2 separate regions of the Pan troglodytes genome follow, and region 2 is linked to region 1. A link is a contact called in public HiChIP or PLAC-seq data. All regions are on one chromosome and are shown on one strand. The core of a region is the stretch at or near the end of the contact, and the rest is flanking DNA. Distances in the headings are between cores, read along the strand shown. Region 1 holds the start of PI4KB (phosphatidylinositol 4-kinase beta). Region 2 holds the start of PIP5K1A (phosphatidylinositol-4-phosphate 5-kinase type 1 alpha).

What was found. HiChIP or PLAC-seq counts read pairs in DNA pulled down with a chosen protein or histone mark.
Region 2: an H3K4me3 HiChIP or PLAC-seq map of stem cell-derived excitatory neurons shows a contact between it and region 1, with 2.1 times the contacts expected there. The contact joins the promoter of PIP5K1A here to the promoter of PI4KB in region 1. A contact is called at or near these places in 1 of 7 Hi-C or Micro-C datasets (stem cell-derived neural progenitor cells) and 1 of 1 datasets of contacts at active chromatin or transcription factors (stem cell-derived excitatory neurons).

What each region holds. Positions count from the first base shown.
Region 1 is chr1:97,870,692-97,878,399 of NHGRI_mPanTro3-v2.0_pri, reverse strand. It overlaps PI4KB (phosphatidylinositol 4-kinase beta), which reads right to left and starts at 3,435. Exons shown (of 15, transcript XM_063813642.1): 1 at 3,296-3,435; 2 at 2,584-3,000; 3 at 1,489-1,690; 4 at 56-228.
Region 2 is chr1:98,013,122-98,020,829 of NHGRI_mPanTro3-v2.0_pri, reverse strand. It overlaps PIP5K1A (phosphatidylinositol-4-phosphate 5-kinase type 1 alpha), which reads left to right and starts at 3,420. Exons shown (of 15, transcript NM_001137558.4): 1 at 3,420-3,955. The coding sequence starts at 3,871.

The sequences.
Region 1 (7,708 bases), core at 2,186-4,685:
AGCTATGGGAGCCGCTACTGAAACAGATGGCAAAGAAAGCAGCCTGTGCACTCACCTCTCTCTGAATTGTTCCTCCCTACTGCGAGTCCCAAATACACTTGGACTGGGTCCCCTCTTGTCCCATGCCAATTATTGAAGGGTTCCTCCCAAACCTCTTCCCCAAATCAAGGAATCTCAATTTGCTGCTTTGGATGGTGTTCAGCATTCTCATGGAGCGTGGACTCAACTCTAAGAAGAAATCAGGGAAATGAGAGGAAATATGATTTCTGGTTGGGGATACTTCCAAGGAGGAAAGCTGCATTTTTTTTTTTTTTTTTTTTTTCCTGAGACAGAGTTTCACTCAGTCACCCAGGCTGGAGTGCAGTGGCGTGATCTCGGCTCACTACAACCTTCGCCTCCTGGGTTCAAGTAATTCTCCTACTTCAGCCTCCGGAGTAGCTGGGATTACGGAAGCTCGCCACCATGCCCGGCTAATTTTTTGTATTTTTAGTAGAGATGGGGTTTCACCATGTTGGCCGGACTGGTCTCAAACTCCTGACCTCAGGTGATCTGCCTGCCTCGGCCTCCCAAAATGCTGGGATTACAGGTGTGAGCCACCGCGCCTGGCAGGAAAGCTTCTAATAAGGGGAATTATGAGGAGACTGCACCATGACTAACGACAAGGAAGAGAAAGGAAGTGGGATAAGATGACATAACTACTCCCAAACAGACCTAGAATCAGAAAATGAATGGAATCTCACGTGCCCTTTCGCTATCACAGGCTGAGAGAGACATGGCAGCAACTAGTTGCCTAAGTCTCAGTTCACTCCAAGTTCTCTTTTCCAGCCAGCTTCCTCAAAGTGCTTTCCCACAAACATACTTTCCACCTATAGAATCTGGAGTTATGGATCAAGTACATGAGGAACAGCACAGAAAATCAGCCACTTAATGCACTGGGGGAAAAAGCAAAGCAGATGAAGGAAGCAGGCCTGGAACTTGTCTTTCAAAATGACTTACACCCCTGGTTGTGGACTAGAAACATCTGACAGAAAGACCAAGGTGAAGGAAAGTTCTCAGGATGACTAAACCACTACTAATAAATACCTTTTGCCTGAGGAACCCAAAATATTTTGTAAACAAATAAACCAAATCTGATTTTTTTCCCCCAACCCACATCCTGCTACCAACTTATTACTGCACTGATGCCTACAGAGAGTGGGCATTTTCCAAAAGGATCACTCTAGAGGTCAAGTGAGGAAGTCACATGCTGAACCCAGGAGTCCTGATTCTGAATGTACAAGCTCTTTCCATTGTCTCGTGTTCCTTTTTCCAGTTATACCCTTACCCCACTCCAGGCCTGAATTCTTATGGAACCAACCAAAACTATTCTAGTAAACCACAAGAATAAACTGATTCCTCATGGATCTGGACAGGGGTGAGAAGGCACTCTATTCTGTGATTCCTTTAACAAAAGCCTAAAATTAAATAATCTGAAACAAGATTTCTCACAATCTCATTCAATTTCCACGCAGGCCTGTTCATCCCTCTTAGTGGCTGCTCCGGAGTAGTCAACCAAGTGTAATCTGATAGGGACTTCTTCAAAACTTGCTCCGGCCTTCAGAAACACCCTTCTGTCCTGAACGGCCTGAGGCAGCTGAGGCTCCCCCTGCTCACAACACATTTTTCTTCTTAGTTCAAGGTTTAGTTGATCCTGAAATAAGTGGTATGTGGAGATAAAGAGTGTGACAGAGAACACATGAAGCCCACGGGAAAAACAGAACCAAATGTCACAAGGATCAGAGAAATCCCTGAAACTCGAGGGAGGTGTCAAAGTTGGAAATCCTGAATGGGAAGGGCACTGTCAAATCTCTCCCCTAAGACAGAAACCTCTAGAAAGTTGGGGGATTGAGGAGGGAGAAAGAGAAGCTAAAGAAAGTTATAGGGATCATAATGCATCCCAGAGAAGAGTGAGGACTAGGTTCAAAGTAAGAATGTAAATGGTACTTTTGGATTGATGACAAGGGCCCGAGATCCCTTAAGGAGAAGGGAACAGGCAATTCTTGGAAGCCAGGAGCTGGCTGGGTAGGTGGGTGACGGTGAGGTAATGGAATCAGAAGCAGCACAGGAAGACAGGGATGCAATCTTTAGCTCAGGGAAATGGGAACCCAGTGCTGGAGTTGCACAGGGACATAGGAGGAAAAGTGCAAACTAGGAAAAGAGATAGAGGTGGAGTCCATGGAAAAGGTTTGGGGCAGGGGCAGAGACGACGAGGAAGGACAAGGATGGGCATTATGGGAGTCGTCTGATATGGAAAGGGTTCATGACTTAAAAAAAAGAATTATTCGAGACGTAGGCAACAGGGATGAGTGAGGGAGGGGGGAATCCCCGAGGCAGAGGGAGGAGCTAATAGAAGAGGAAGCCAAAAAGCGGAGGAGGACCCCAGGCCTGAGAGGAAAGGGTGGAGAAGGAACCCGGGGTGCAGCTGACACCAAGAGGGCAGTTTCGTAGTCGAACTCAGGTGGGGAAGACTGTGCGGGACAGGGTGGGAGAGGGACCCCCCCCCCCAACAGGGCAAAGGTGACTCATGAAGGAGGAGTAGCTTACCTCTGGGGGACCCCCGCGGAGCGGGTGCGGGCAGTCGCGGTTGGACTGCCGACACTGCCGCCTCAGCAGCAGCGACCGCTCCCGGGTTCCATTGGCCGCCTGCGCTTCCCTGACAGCGGCCGCGGCGGCTGCACCAGGCCCCGGCTGCGGGGCTGCCCGCGGCGCCGCCTGAGGGGGCCTTCAGGCTGCCACAAGTTCGACCGGGCCACACAACCTCTTCTTCCTCCCTCAGTACAACCAAGACCAAAAAAATAATAAAATAAAATAAAATTCCCCAGCAGGTCTCGATGTAGTATTCTTCTCCGGAGTCCAAGCCAAGCCTTTCTTCCCAGGATACGCTTTCCTGCTTCCCCAGCGGTCAGGACCCTACCGATTCCATAGTAATCTAAGGAGTCGGGTGAGCTGCCTGGAACATGCCTGTTCAGAAATAGAAAAGGGGGCGGGGAAAAGATGTTTGGAAGCTCTCGAGGGAGAGAGGGCGAAGGGAGGAGCTTACGGGTGGGAGGAGGGGCCAATATTTAAGAAGCGGACTTAAGCGGTAGCGTTTGCGAGGTTAAAGAAGCCGAGAGAGAAGTAAAATTTGCTGCATAAGTAGGGTGAGCAGGCGGCCGTGGGTGCCCTGTTAAAGAAGTATGGACATATGCATACTTCCAGAAGTATATTAACATGCAAGTTATATGTAAACGACCGTTTGAGTAACTAACCAAATTACCGTAATTGCAATCAATGACTTTTCCCCCTCCCGTATGCTACAAGACTCCCTTAGTAAATCAGGCCGTGGGATGGACGCTGGGTTCCTAGAAGGGCGCGCAGGAAGACGGCGGACGGGGAAGACGTTCTTCCTGACTGCCCTTTTCCTACTTATCTTGGAGGACGATGCGGAGTTTAAGCTCCTTAACATTTCGGGAATGGCGCGGTCCAACCGCGTCAGTCTTTTCGCCGTTAGAGGCCCGACTCGAGGCCGTGGTTCTGCCTCCGAGGTCACCAACCTGCCTGGGCAGCCTGTGACCTCCAGCATCCATATGCCCAGCCCTCCAGGGAGGGGCTGGACAGGGCCAGGTTGGGAGAGGTGAGTGAAACGACAAAGGCTTGGAGGGCACAATCCCTTCTTCCAAACAAAACGAAACCATATTAGGCCAAACAAATAAACAAAAACACGCCATGCAAATGGGCCTCTGGTGTTGCTTTTGTGTATTTTTCGTTTGTTTGTTTGTTTTGTAAAGACAGGGTCTTGCTATGTTGCCCAAGCTTGTCTCGAACTGTTAGCCTCAAGCAATCTGCCGGCCTCAGGTACCAAAGTGCTGGGATTATAGGCCCGACCTCGCCCAGCAAGTTTTTTGTGTATTTTTCGGTTAAGATTGTTGATTTAGAGCCCTCTTTGTCCTCAGAACCTCTATCTCAATGCCTTTCCTAGGGCTTTACTTAATATGCAGTGCCCCTCATCAGTGCCTTACTTAATACATTGAGGCTAGTTATTTGAGCCCGGGTCTTGAATGCCATCTTCCCTGCCACTTACAAGCCATTTGATTTGGAATAACTAATGTAACCTCTTTAAACCTCAGTTTCTATGTCTACAAAGAAGACATATGGATGAAGTAATATTAGCCCATTACAGGGTTTTGTTAGGATCAAGAGAGTACAAGTTGCTACTATAGTACTTTATTATTAATTATTGGGACAATCATACAGGATAGATGATGAAAGAGTCACTGCTACAATGTTTAATTGGAAGGCAGAATAAAGTGTAATAGCTTGAAAATGCCTGTGTAAAACATGCAGTATATACAACAGTAGAACAAATGGGGTACCTAACCTAATTGCTGAAGGGACATAGTGGAGTTTAAGTTAATTTGGAAGGCCTATATGTGTATGGACACACACATACACACACACACACACACACACACACCAGTATATGGTGAATGAATGAATGGAAGGCTTCTTAGAAATACTGTGAGTCAGGTCTTAGAGTAGATATTGGATATAACCCAGCAAAATAAAAGACAAGCGAGCATTCTGAAAGCAAAAAAATTGTATGTTGAAGAATATAAATGGGAATTTGCTCATATCATGAGGAGAGGGCAAGCAGACAAGCTAGGTTAAAGCAGGAGTACAGTATGAAAGATGAACAAAGAATGGGGACAAGAGTGCCAAAGATAGTTTAAATTTGTCAGCTGGGCACAGTGGCTCACACCTGTAATCCCAGCACTTTGGGAGGCTGAGGTGGGCAGATTGCTTGAGCTCAGGGGTTTGAGACCAGCCTGGGCAACATGGTGAAACCACGTCTCTTCAAAAATACAAAAATTAGCCTAGCTGGCATGGTGGCATGCACCTGTAGTCCCAGCTACTTAGGAGGCTGAGGTAGGAGGATCACTTGAGCCTGGGAGACAGAGGCTGCGGTGAGCCAAGATCATGCCACTGCACTCCAGCCTGGACAACGGAGTGAGACCCTGTCTCAAAAAAAAAATCGGCTTGGTGTGGTGGCTCACGCCTGTAATCCCAGCACTTTGGGAGTCCGAGGTGGGTGGATCAGTCGAGGTCAGGAGTTTGAGACCAGCCTGACCGACTTGGTGAAACTCTGTCTCTACTAAAAATACAAAAATTAGCTGGGCATGGTGGTGGGTGCCTATAATCCCAGCTACTAGGGAGGGTGAGGCAGGGAATCACTTGAACCTGAGAGGCAGAGGTTGCAGTGAGCCGAGATTGCGCCATTGCACTCCAGCCTGGGCAACAGAGCGAGACTCCATCTCAAAAAAAAAAAAAAAAATTCTCACCACTGGTCTGGATTGGGGAGAATCACCAGTCCACATGTTAGGCCCACCAGCTCTTGGCCAGCTTCCAATCAGCTGTCCCGCAAATATCATGAGGCGATGACCCTGCTTTAGCCTAGAGTTTAAAATGTCATGTATCCCCTCAAGGGATAACGTTCCAAACAGCCACAAGACTAGCCTTTTGAAACATTGTAGAAAGACATGTGACAACCTTTTTTATAGTAGGAAGTTTTCTTATTTTCCAATGACAGAAAAAATTTCAGAAACATCTCTTCAAATTTGAAGCAGGAACTTTTTATAGCTAGTCAATTATAGACCACCCTACTAAAAATACACACACACACAAACATAAGTAGAAGATTTTAAGTTTCCTATTTATAGCTCTAAGGGTTCATATGTATAAATTTCTTTCTTTTTTCTTTTTGAGACAGAGTCTCGCTCTGTCGCCCAGGCTGGAGTGCAATGGTGCAATCTTTGTGTGTGTGTGTGTTTGTAGAGATGAGATCTCGCCATGTTGCTGAGGCTGGTCTTAAACTCCTAGGCTCAAGCAATCCTCTGCCTCACCTCCCAGAGTGCTGGGATTACAGGTGTGAGCCACAGAGTCTGGCCTGATTATTCCAGTAAACAAATGCCTCCCTATGAACTTTTTTACTTTTAGAGATGAGGTCTTGCTCTGTCTCTTAAGGCTGGGGTGTAATGGCACAATCATCGTTCACTTCAGCCTCGAAATCCTGGGCTCAGGCAGTCCTCCCACCTCAGCCTCCCAAGTAGCTAGGACTACAGGTGCATGTCCCATTGCCTGGCTTTATGAACATTTCTTTTCTTTTTTTATTTTGAGACAGGGTCTTGCTCCTCTGTCACCCAGGCTGGAGTGCAGCGGTGCCATCTCAGCTCACTGCAGCCTCCACCTCCTGGGCTCAAGCAGTCCTCCTACTTCAGCCTCCCAAGTAGTTGGGTCCACAGGTGCGTGCCACTACGCCTGGCTAATTTTTTTGTAGAGATGGGGTTTTGCAATGTTGCCCAGGCTGTTCTCGAGCTCCTAGGCTCAAGCAATCCTCCCACCTCAGCCTCCCAAGTAGCTGGAATTACAGGCCTGGCTCCACTGTGCCCAGCCTGAGCATTTTTTTTTTGAGACAGATTCTCCCTCTGTTGCCCAGGCTGGAGTGCAGTGGTGCAATCTCGGCTGACTGTAACCTCCACCTCCCAGGTTGAAGCAATTCTCGTGCCTCAGCCTCCTGAGTAGCTGGGATTACAGGCACACGACACCATGCCAGGCTAATTTTTTTTTTGTATTTTTAATAGAGGCGAGGTTTTACCATGTTGGCCAGGCTGGTCTCAAACTCCTCACCTCAGGTAATCCGCTTGCCTCAGCCTCCCAGAGTGCTGGGATTACAGGTGTGAGCCACCATGCCCGGCCAACCTGAGCATTTCTATATACTGTGAGATATATGTATCTGTGTTCAGCCAACTCTCTGTATAAAACGCTGAACAGATTTTTCACATAGGATGGAATCAGCAGGATGTTTTTAGATGAAGAAGTAGTACTACTGAGAAACCACAACATGAAGTAAAACACTTAAGACATATACAGTGACATTAATTCCCCCATTTATTATGCTGTGTGAATGTGTAGCATTTGCTTTAATTTCTAAAGAAGGCTGATTATTAGCTACAAAAATAAACAATAGATTCATTTATTTGAGGCCATAGACTACACATATAGAGTTTGCCTTGGTTTAACAGCAAAAGGTTATTTTTTATTTTTATTATTTTTTTGAGATGGAGTTTTGCTCTTGTTGCCCAGGCTGGAGTGCAATGGTGCGATCTCAGCTCACCGCAACCTCCACCTCCCAGGTTCAAGCAATTCTCCTGCCTCAGCCTCCCGAGTAGCTGGGATTACAGGCATGCGCCACCACACCTGGCTAATTTTTTTTTGTATTTTTAGTAGAGATGGGGTTTCTCCATGTTGGTCAGGCTGGTCTTGAACTCCTAACCTCCAGTGATCTGCCCACTTCGGCCTCCCAAAGTGCTGGAATTACAGATGGGAGCCACCGTGCCCGGCTATTATAGCAAAAGTTTATTTTAAATTTTAGTAAATTTATGATAAACTAAAATGAATAATAGAACTGGAAAAGGTAATGGGAGTGGAGAACGGGAAATTGTGGAGAAGGAGAAGAGTGAGGAATGGTAGGAAGGAAGTGGTACTCCCCCAAATCTTAGTTTAGGCCTTCATCTAAAAAACTGAAGATTGCTTAAACTACAGAGGAATAACTTGTTTCATGTTATATATTTTAAAATAGGGTGGAATAGGTTACTTTAAAACCCTGTAACACTCATTAAAATCTCAAAATCAT
Region 2 (7,708 bases), core at 2,171-4,670, 140 kb before region 1:
AGCCAAGATCGCACCACTGCACTCTAGCCTGGGCGACAGAGGGAGACTCTGTCTCAAAAAAAAAAATAATAATAAAATAAATAAATAAATAAATAAAATAAATAAACTGTTCTAAGATATGAATGACACTTTAATAAAGGTGTGGGTGTGTACTCACATGTACTGAAGTCTGTACCTGTGGCCCTACTTTGAGGTCATCAGATTGTACCCCCTTTCCCAAAGTATGTATTGGTGAACTCCCTTTTCTGTTTCCTTGGGGGCACTAAGCCAACATGTCCTGCTCTGCCCCTGTTTCCACACCCTGCCACGTCACCACAGTTCTACTATGCTAGGAATGTTACTGGGGAGGAGTGGTTCCATGACTCAGAGGACACCCCAGGTACTGAGTGGGAGTGGGGGCGCCCCAGGGACTGAGTGGGAGTTGGTGAAATTAAAAATAAAAATAGTACTTGATGAAAATAAAAATTAAAAATATAAAAAATTAGCTGGGCGTGGTGGTGCATGCCTGTAGTCCCAGCTACTTGGGAGGCTGAGGCAGGAGAATCGCTTGAACCCGGGAGGTGGAGGTTGCAGTAAGCCAAGCGCCACTGCACTCCAGCCTGGGTGACAGAGCCAGACTCTGTCTCAAAAATAAAATAAAATGGAATTCACAGATTAGCTCACAGGGAGAAGATTCCTCTGTTTGACTGCGTTGGTCATTCTGGGATTTATTAGTCTGTTTCCAATTTTAAAATCAGAAACAGCTTTACATCAACACCAGCCGAATTTTTTTTTTTTTTTTTTTTTTTTTTTTGAGACGGAGTCTCGCTCTGTCGCCCAGGCTGCAGTGCAGTGGCACGATCTCGGCTCAGTGCAAGCTCCGCCTCCCAGGTTCATGCCATTCTCCTGGCTCAGCCTCCCGAGTAGCTGGGGCTACTACAGGCGCCGGCCAACTCACCCGGCTAATTTTTTGTATTTTTAGTAAAGACGGGGGTTTCACCGTGTTAGCCAGGATGGTCTCGATCTCCTGACCTCGTGATCCGCCCGCCTCGGCCTCCCAAAGTGCTGGGATTACAGGCGTGAGCCACCGCGTCCGGCTACACCATCCGATTTCTAAAGTAACTCAGGAAATGGTAGCAACCCTATGCCTTTTCGGAAAACAAGGATAATTTATTCAACAAATATTTATTTATTGAATACCTATGAGCCAAATCCTGTGCTCAGTGTGCCCCTCACTAGTTCCTGTCCTGTTTAGTTGAGTGGAGGGTATAGGTACAGGGAATTATAAAATACTTCAACACAACAAAATTCCACTGCTGTGGAATTACAAACAAGATTTTGTCTACTTTCGGTGCCCAAAGGAAGACGAATAATCCAGCAGGTGGCAGCAGGGAAACAATTATTTTAGATCTTCATAAGGGAGGAGTAGAAGGCTGCCGTAAATGCATGGGGATTTTTTTTTTTTTTTTTTTTTTTTTTTTTGAGTTGGAGTTTCGCTCTTGTTGCCCAGGCTGGAGTGCAAAGGCGCCATCTCGGCTCACCGAAACGTCTGCCTCCCAGGTTCAATCAATTCTCCTGCCTCAACCTCCGGGGTAGCGAGTAGCTGGGATTACAGGAATGCTCCACTACGCCTGGGTAATTTTGTATTTTTAGTAGAGACGGCGTTTCTCCATGTTGGTCAGGCTGGTCTTGAACTCCCGACCTCAGGTGATCCGCCCGCCTCGGCCTCCCAAAGTGCTGGGCTTACAGGCGTGAGCCACTGCACCCGGCCTTTTTTTTTTTTGAGACTGAGTTTCGCTCTCGTTGCCCAGGCTGGAGTGCAATGGCGCGATCTCGGCTCACTGCAACCTCTGCCTCCTGGGTTCAAGCGATTCTCCTGCCTCAGCCTCCCGAGTAGCAGGGATTACAGGCACCCGCCACCACGCCCAGCTAATTTTTTGTATTTTTAGTAGAGACGCGGTTTCACTATGTTGGCCAGGCTTGTCTCGTACTCCTGAGCTCAGATGATCCACCCACCTCGGCCTCCCAAAGTGCTGGAAATTCAGGCGTGAGCCACCGCGCCCGGCCTGCATGGGGATATTCTATGGATGTTCGGGTCCTAGGTTACTTTATGAGGACCCACAAGACATCTGGAAAGAGGATAACCAGGTCATTCTGGGGGTTACAAAACCTGTTTGTTTTTTTTTTTTTTTTTTGAGACAGTTTCGCTCTGTCGTCCAGGCTAGAGTGGAGTGGCGCGATCTCCGCTCACTGCAAGCTCCGCCTCCCAGGTTCATGCCATTCTCCTGCCCCAGCCTCCCGAGTAGCCTGGGACTACAGGCGCCCGCCACCACGCCCGGCTAATTTTTTGTATTTTTAGTAGAGACGGGGTTTCACTGTGTTAGCCAGGATGGTCTCGATCTCCTGGCCTCGTGATCCACCCGCCTCGGCCTCCCGGAGTGCTGGGATTACAGGCGTGAGCCACCGCGCCCGGCCACAAAACCTGTTTTAATGGAGTTATTTCATGGGCCATGAATTTGAGAGGATCTATCTGACCGACTCTTACCCCGAATGTTTTACCATTCCTCTTTATTTATTCATTCCATAGATAATTATGGAGCCCCTACTATGTACGAAGTCACGGGAGGAGCTGGAGATACAAGAGTGAACCAAACACAGTCCTTGCTCCCCAGAAGTTTTACAGTTTGCTCAGAGAGACTGGTCTTCCCACCAGGGTTCATAGCCTACGGGGTACTTTGTTAAAAACGAGCAGTTACTACGAAGACTACAATGGGAGAAATTTTTCTGTGTATCTCCATGCCCTTTGGAGCACAGATAATTGACAGTTGGAGGCTAAAGGGGTTGGGTCGCGGGAAGGTTGTGATAAGTCCCTGATAGCCTCCCGTGCCCTTTTTTGACAGGTCTTCACTGATTCATGCATCAAATATTTACTGAACTCCGTCACTGTGCAGTGCCTAGCTTTGTGCTTGAGGCAAACAAAACACAGATCTATTTCGAATGCCATTCCGAGGAAGGTAAGACATGCACGCACGTTTAATCAAATAGTAAACAAGAGTAGTAAAACAGGAAAAAGACTAAGAAGAGTTCTTGGTGGTATTAAATGTTTTGTGATATTCGACACCTTAACGTCTCTGACTCGACACCAGTACTCCCGCAGAGAGTTCTTTCCTGGGTTAGGAATTTCAGAGGACTTGGCGGACCGACTCTTGTCCCGAGTTCAGATCACTCGACCCAGTCCTAGCAAAGAACTGAACCTAAGAGGACCTGCCGAGCCACCGTAGAGACTGTCGGCCAACCCGCGCGCGCACATCTTCCACCCGTGGACTCGTCAGGGCGTGAGGACCCACCTCACGTGACCATTAGCAGCCTCCCGATTGGTTTTGCTCCTTTTCTCTCCCCAATGAGTGGGCTGATGCCCCGAGAAGGTCGGGCGCATGCGCAGTGCTCGGATTTTGCTTGGCTACCCGGAGTGAAGCGGCCAGGTTGGGCGATTAACAGGCCGTGGTTAGGGCGGACGGAGAAGGGGCGTTCGCTCTTCTGGGACTTTTCATGCCTCGTATTTTTTTCAGATGTGGCTTGGTCTGGGCGCAACGTCCCAGCAGCCAGCTTAAGCTTACTCTTCTGTGAAAGGGGAAAGTATCCCCTGTGGAAAGCGGTTAAACTTGTGGAGGGGGTGCGGGACGTGAGTTCTTCCCCATGCCAGGCGAATGGTGTGGCCTTGAGCTGGTCCAGGAGCCGGCTCGACGTGTCTGAGGGAGGCCCCGGAGGGGGCGGGGAGGTGGCCCACAGAACGCGGGTTCTGTAAAGAGACGTTGGGAAGATTCGATTCCGAGAAGAGGAAGAACCGGATTGAAAGAGAGCCAGGCCGCTGAGGGGGAGGGGGCTGCCAAGATGGCGTCGGCCTCCTCCGGGCCGTCGTCTTCGGTCGGTTTTTCATCCTTTGATCCCGCGGTCCCTTCCTGTACCTCGTCCTCAGGTAAGCCCGGCAGGGCGTGGGTAGGGAGCTGGTGAGGAATATGCGATGGGAGGAAGAGCGAGACCTAAGAGGGTACCTGTAGCTGGGAATGTCCTACGTGTTACCGGTAAGTGGGCGCGAGCTGGGCTTTCAAATAGGGATTTATGAGCGGGCAGGAGTTTGAGGAAAGGGTAAGTTTGATTAAGAAGTTGTCGAAAACTTTGGTTGTCTTTGAGGAGGACGGATGGAGATTGAAGGTGGGGGTAGGGTGGCCGGGCGCGGTGGCTCACGCCTGTAATTTCAGCACTTTGGGAGGCCTTGGCGGGCGGATCATTTGAGGTCAGAAGTTCGAGACGAGCCTGGCCAACATAGTGAAACCTCGTCCCTACTAAAAATACAAAAATTATCCGGACAGTAGTGGCGTGCGTCTGTAATCCCAGCTACTCGGGAGGCTGAGGCAGGAGAATCCCTTGAGCCTGGGAGGCAGAGCTTGCGGTGAGCCGAGATTGGGCCACTGCTCTCCAGTCTGGGCGAGAGAGTGAGACCCTGTCTCAAAAAAAAAAAAAAAAAAAAAAAAGAAGTTGCGGTAGGAAACAAGAGAAACGGAAGGGAGTAGAGGATCTAAGAAAGTAAATGGAGGCCTAAGAAGTAGAGAGAACTACTTAGTGTGAGAGGCAGGTGGAATCTAAGTTGATTGTGGGCTAATTGGATGAAAATGTTGAAGAGAAGCCATGGGGCTTAAAAGATATCGAAAAGTTATTGGACGCTTTCGATTTCTGGAGAGGTAGGGAATCGTGAATTTTGTTGGGTGGGTGGGAGTTGTTGAAGCCATCTTTTCCCTCAGATACTCCCCCCTAATGTGTCACCCCTTCTCACTTCGCACCCCCACCCTTAGGGCCGCACAGGCACACAGACACACATACATACTTTCTCAGACTAATTCCTTTGGTGATTCCCAACTCTAAACTGCCCAACTTTGGGAAGGAATGGAAATTTTGAAGAGAGTCTAAGGAATGTAGGAAATTAAGGTCAAAGACCTTAAAAACAGATGAGAAAGATGGAATGGAGTCTTGAATTGCAGTAGAGACTGCGAGAAGTGATGTTTTGGAAATTAGGCCTGAGAAGAAGAAAGATGGGTGGGGGGGTGACTGTAAGTGTTGTGGGGGAGTATTGCATAATAGAAAAATGGACTGGAAGAATGCTTAGGCTGTATCAGGAGATTGGAATTTGGAGAATGGAGCCAGGTTAATGTAGAGAGCTCAGCGTATTAATAGTTAAAAACGAATGAAGATTGAGGGAGGGCTGAGGAGGCTCACAAGAAAAGCAGTAGATTGTGTGTAGGAGAGAAAGTGTGTGTATGTGTGTCGGGTGGGGGGGCGGGAGGTGAGTCAGAAACTGAGCGCTTCCATCAGAAGTGTCTGGTGTTTCACAGTAACTGCTGCTTCTACACTTGAATAGACGCTGCCAGATGTTGGATGCTTTGCTTGAGATTTTGGTATTTCCTCAGGCCTGGTGTTGCGTTTTTGCTGTTTAGAATTTGCTGAATAGGGTTCCTTCCACCTTTCACATTCCAGCTCAGATGCTGGAATATCTAGTCACACATATCTTCTTAATAAGCTGCAGTTTTATTTATTTTTAATAAATCTCTATTTTTAGTTTGTTGAGAGGGGATTTTTTACCTTTCCTATAAAAGTATTAGGGGACCAGAACAACTCATGCTGCATTATAAGCATGAAATAGGATAAAGTAAAAGTGACAAGGTATTTATTTATTTATTTATTTATTTTTGAGACGGAGTCTCGCTCTGTCGCCCAGGTTGGAGTGCAGTGGGGCCATCTCGGCTCACTGCAAGCTCCGCCTCCCGGGTTCACGCCATTCTTTTGCCTCAGCCTCCCGAGTAGCTGGGACTACAGGCGCCCACCACCACGCCTGGCTAATTTTGTTTTTTGTATTTTTAGTAGAGACGGGGTTTCACCGTGTTAGCCAGGATGGTCTCGATCTCCTGACCCTGTGATCCGCCCGCCTTGGCTTCCCAAAGTGCTGGGATTATAGGCGTGAGCCACCGTGCCCCACCTGGGTTTTTATTTTTAATAGAGTAGCTCCTTAATTTGAAACCTGCTTCCCCTCTAATCCCCAACCCAGAAAGAAGAAGGGTTGTGTATGGTCCATAAACAAACTTCTCAACTATTAAGTCAGGTGTTTGCTTTGTACTCTTTGGTATTTTTGTAGGTCTTTATGTTTTCTGTCAGATCCTCTCACTAACAGTTAATAATACAGATTGTATAAATGTTTTTGTGGTTTTTTTTTTGAGACAGAGTATCATTCTGTCACCCAGGCTGGAGTGCAGTGGTGCCATCTTGGCTTACTGCAACCTCTGCCTCCCAGCTTCGAATGAGTCTCCTGACTCAGTCTCCCAAGTAGCTGGGAATACAGGCATGTGCCATCATGCCTGGCTATTTTATTTTTTTGTGTTTTTAGTAGTGATGGGGTTTCATCATGTCAGCCAGACTAGTCTTGAACTCCTGACCTTAAGTAATCCGCCCACTTCGGCCTCCAAAAATGCTGGGATTACAGGCATATCGCAAGGTCAGGAGTTCGAGACCAGCCTGGCCAACATGGTGAAACCCCATCTCTACTAAAAAATACAAAAAAATTAGCCAGGCATGTTGGCGCAGGCCTGTAATCCCAGCTACTTAGGAGGCTGAGTCAGGAGAATTGCTTGAACCCGGGAGGCAGAGGTTGCAGTGAGCCGAGATCACGCCACTGCACTCCAGCCTGGGTGACAGAGCAAGACTCTGTCTCAAAACAAAAAAAAGGTGGCAAAAAGTGGCTAAATTTCAAGCTCTTGATGGACTATGGAAAGATTATAATGGCCTCCACCAAATCCAAACATGGTAATTGCTCCAATAGCAAAAGTAGTTAAACATCTCTTAGAGCTTATGGTTTGCTTTACTCTGTGTATTTCATTTGTCAACAGTGTAAAAGCTGACAGCTTAATGGTGAAACTATCTTTAATATTGGCAGGGAACAAACTCTCCTAAATAACCTCTCCTTCCCAATTTAAATGCCAGAAGATTTGGAGTGCCTAGAAGTTGTGAGTGGCTGATCAAAAACTGTCAATATGTCCTTGGCTATGACATTTTTGTTTTATATCCATTTTCAGCATTGTCAGAGAACATTGTCCTTTAGGATTTCAGAGTTTCACCAAAACTTAAGTGGAGTTCAGCTAAACAGCTAAGAACAGTAAATGGTTTTAGGGTGGTTGACACGCACACTTCTTGAATTTCTACAGGGCCAGCCTTCTAGCCTTTAACAATTCAGGAAATCATAAACCATCACTTGTTCCTGCCAACTTTCTAATTCCTCTGGTACCATGCGGACAAAGAAACACTCTCTTCCAATCGCAAATAAAATCTTTTTTCTCTTTTTTTAGGTGGACTCTTGCTCTTGTCACCCAGGCTGGAGTGCAGTGGGGTGATCTTGGCTCATTGCAGCCTCAGCCTCCCGGGTTCAAGCGAGTTGCCTGCTCAGCCTCCCAAGTAACAGATTACAGGCACCTGCCACCACATCTGACTAATTTTTGTATTTTAGTAGAGACAGGGTTTCACCATGTTGGCCAGGCTGGTCTCAAACTCCTGACCTCAGGTGATCCACCCATCTCGGGCTCCCATAGTGCTGGGATTACAGGCGTGAGCCACCATGCCCTGCCAGTAAAGTCTTTTTTTTTTTTTGAGAGGGAGTCTCTCTCTGTCGCCCAGGCTGGAGTGCAGTGGA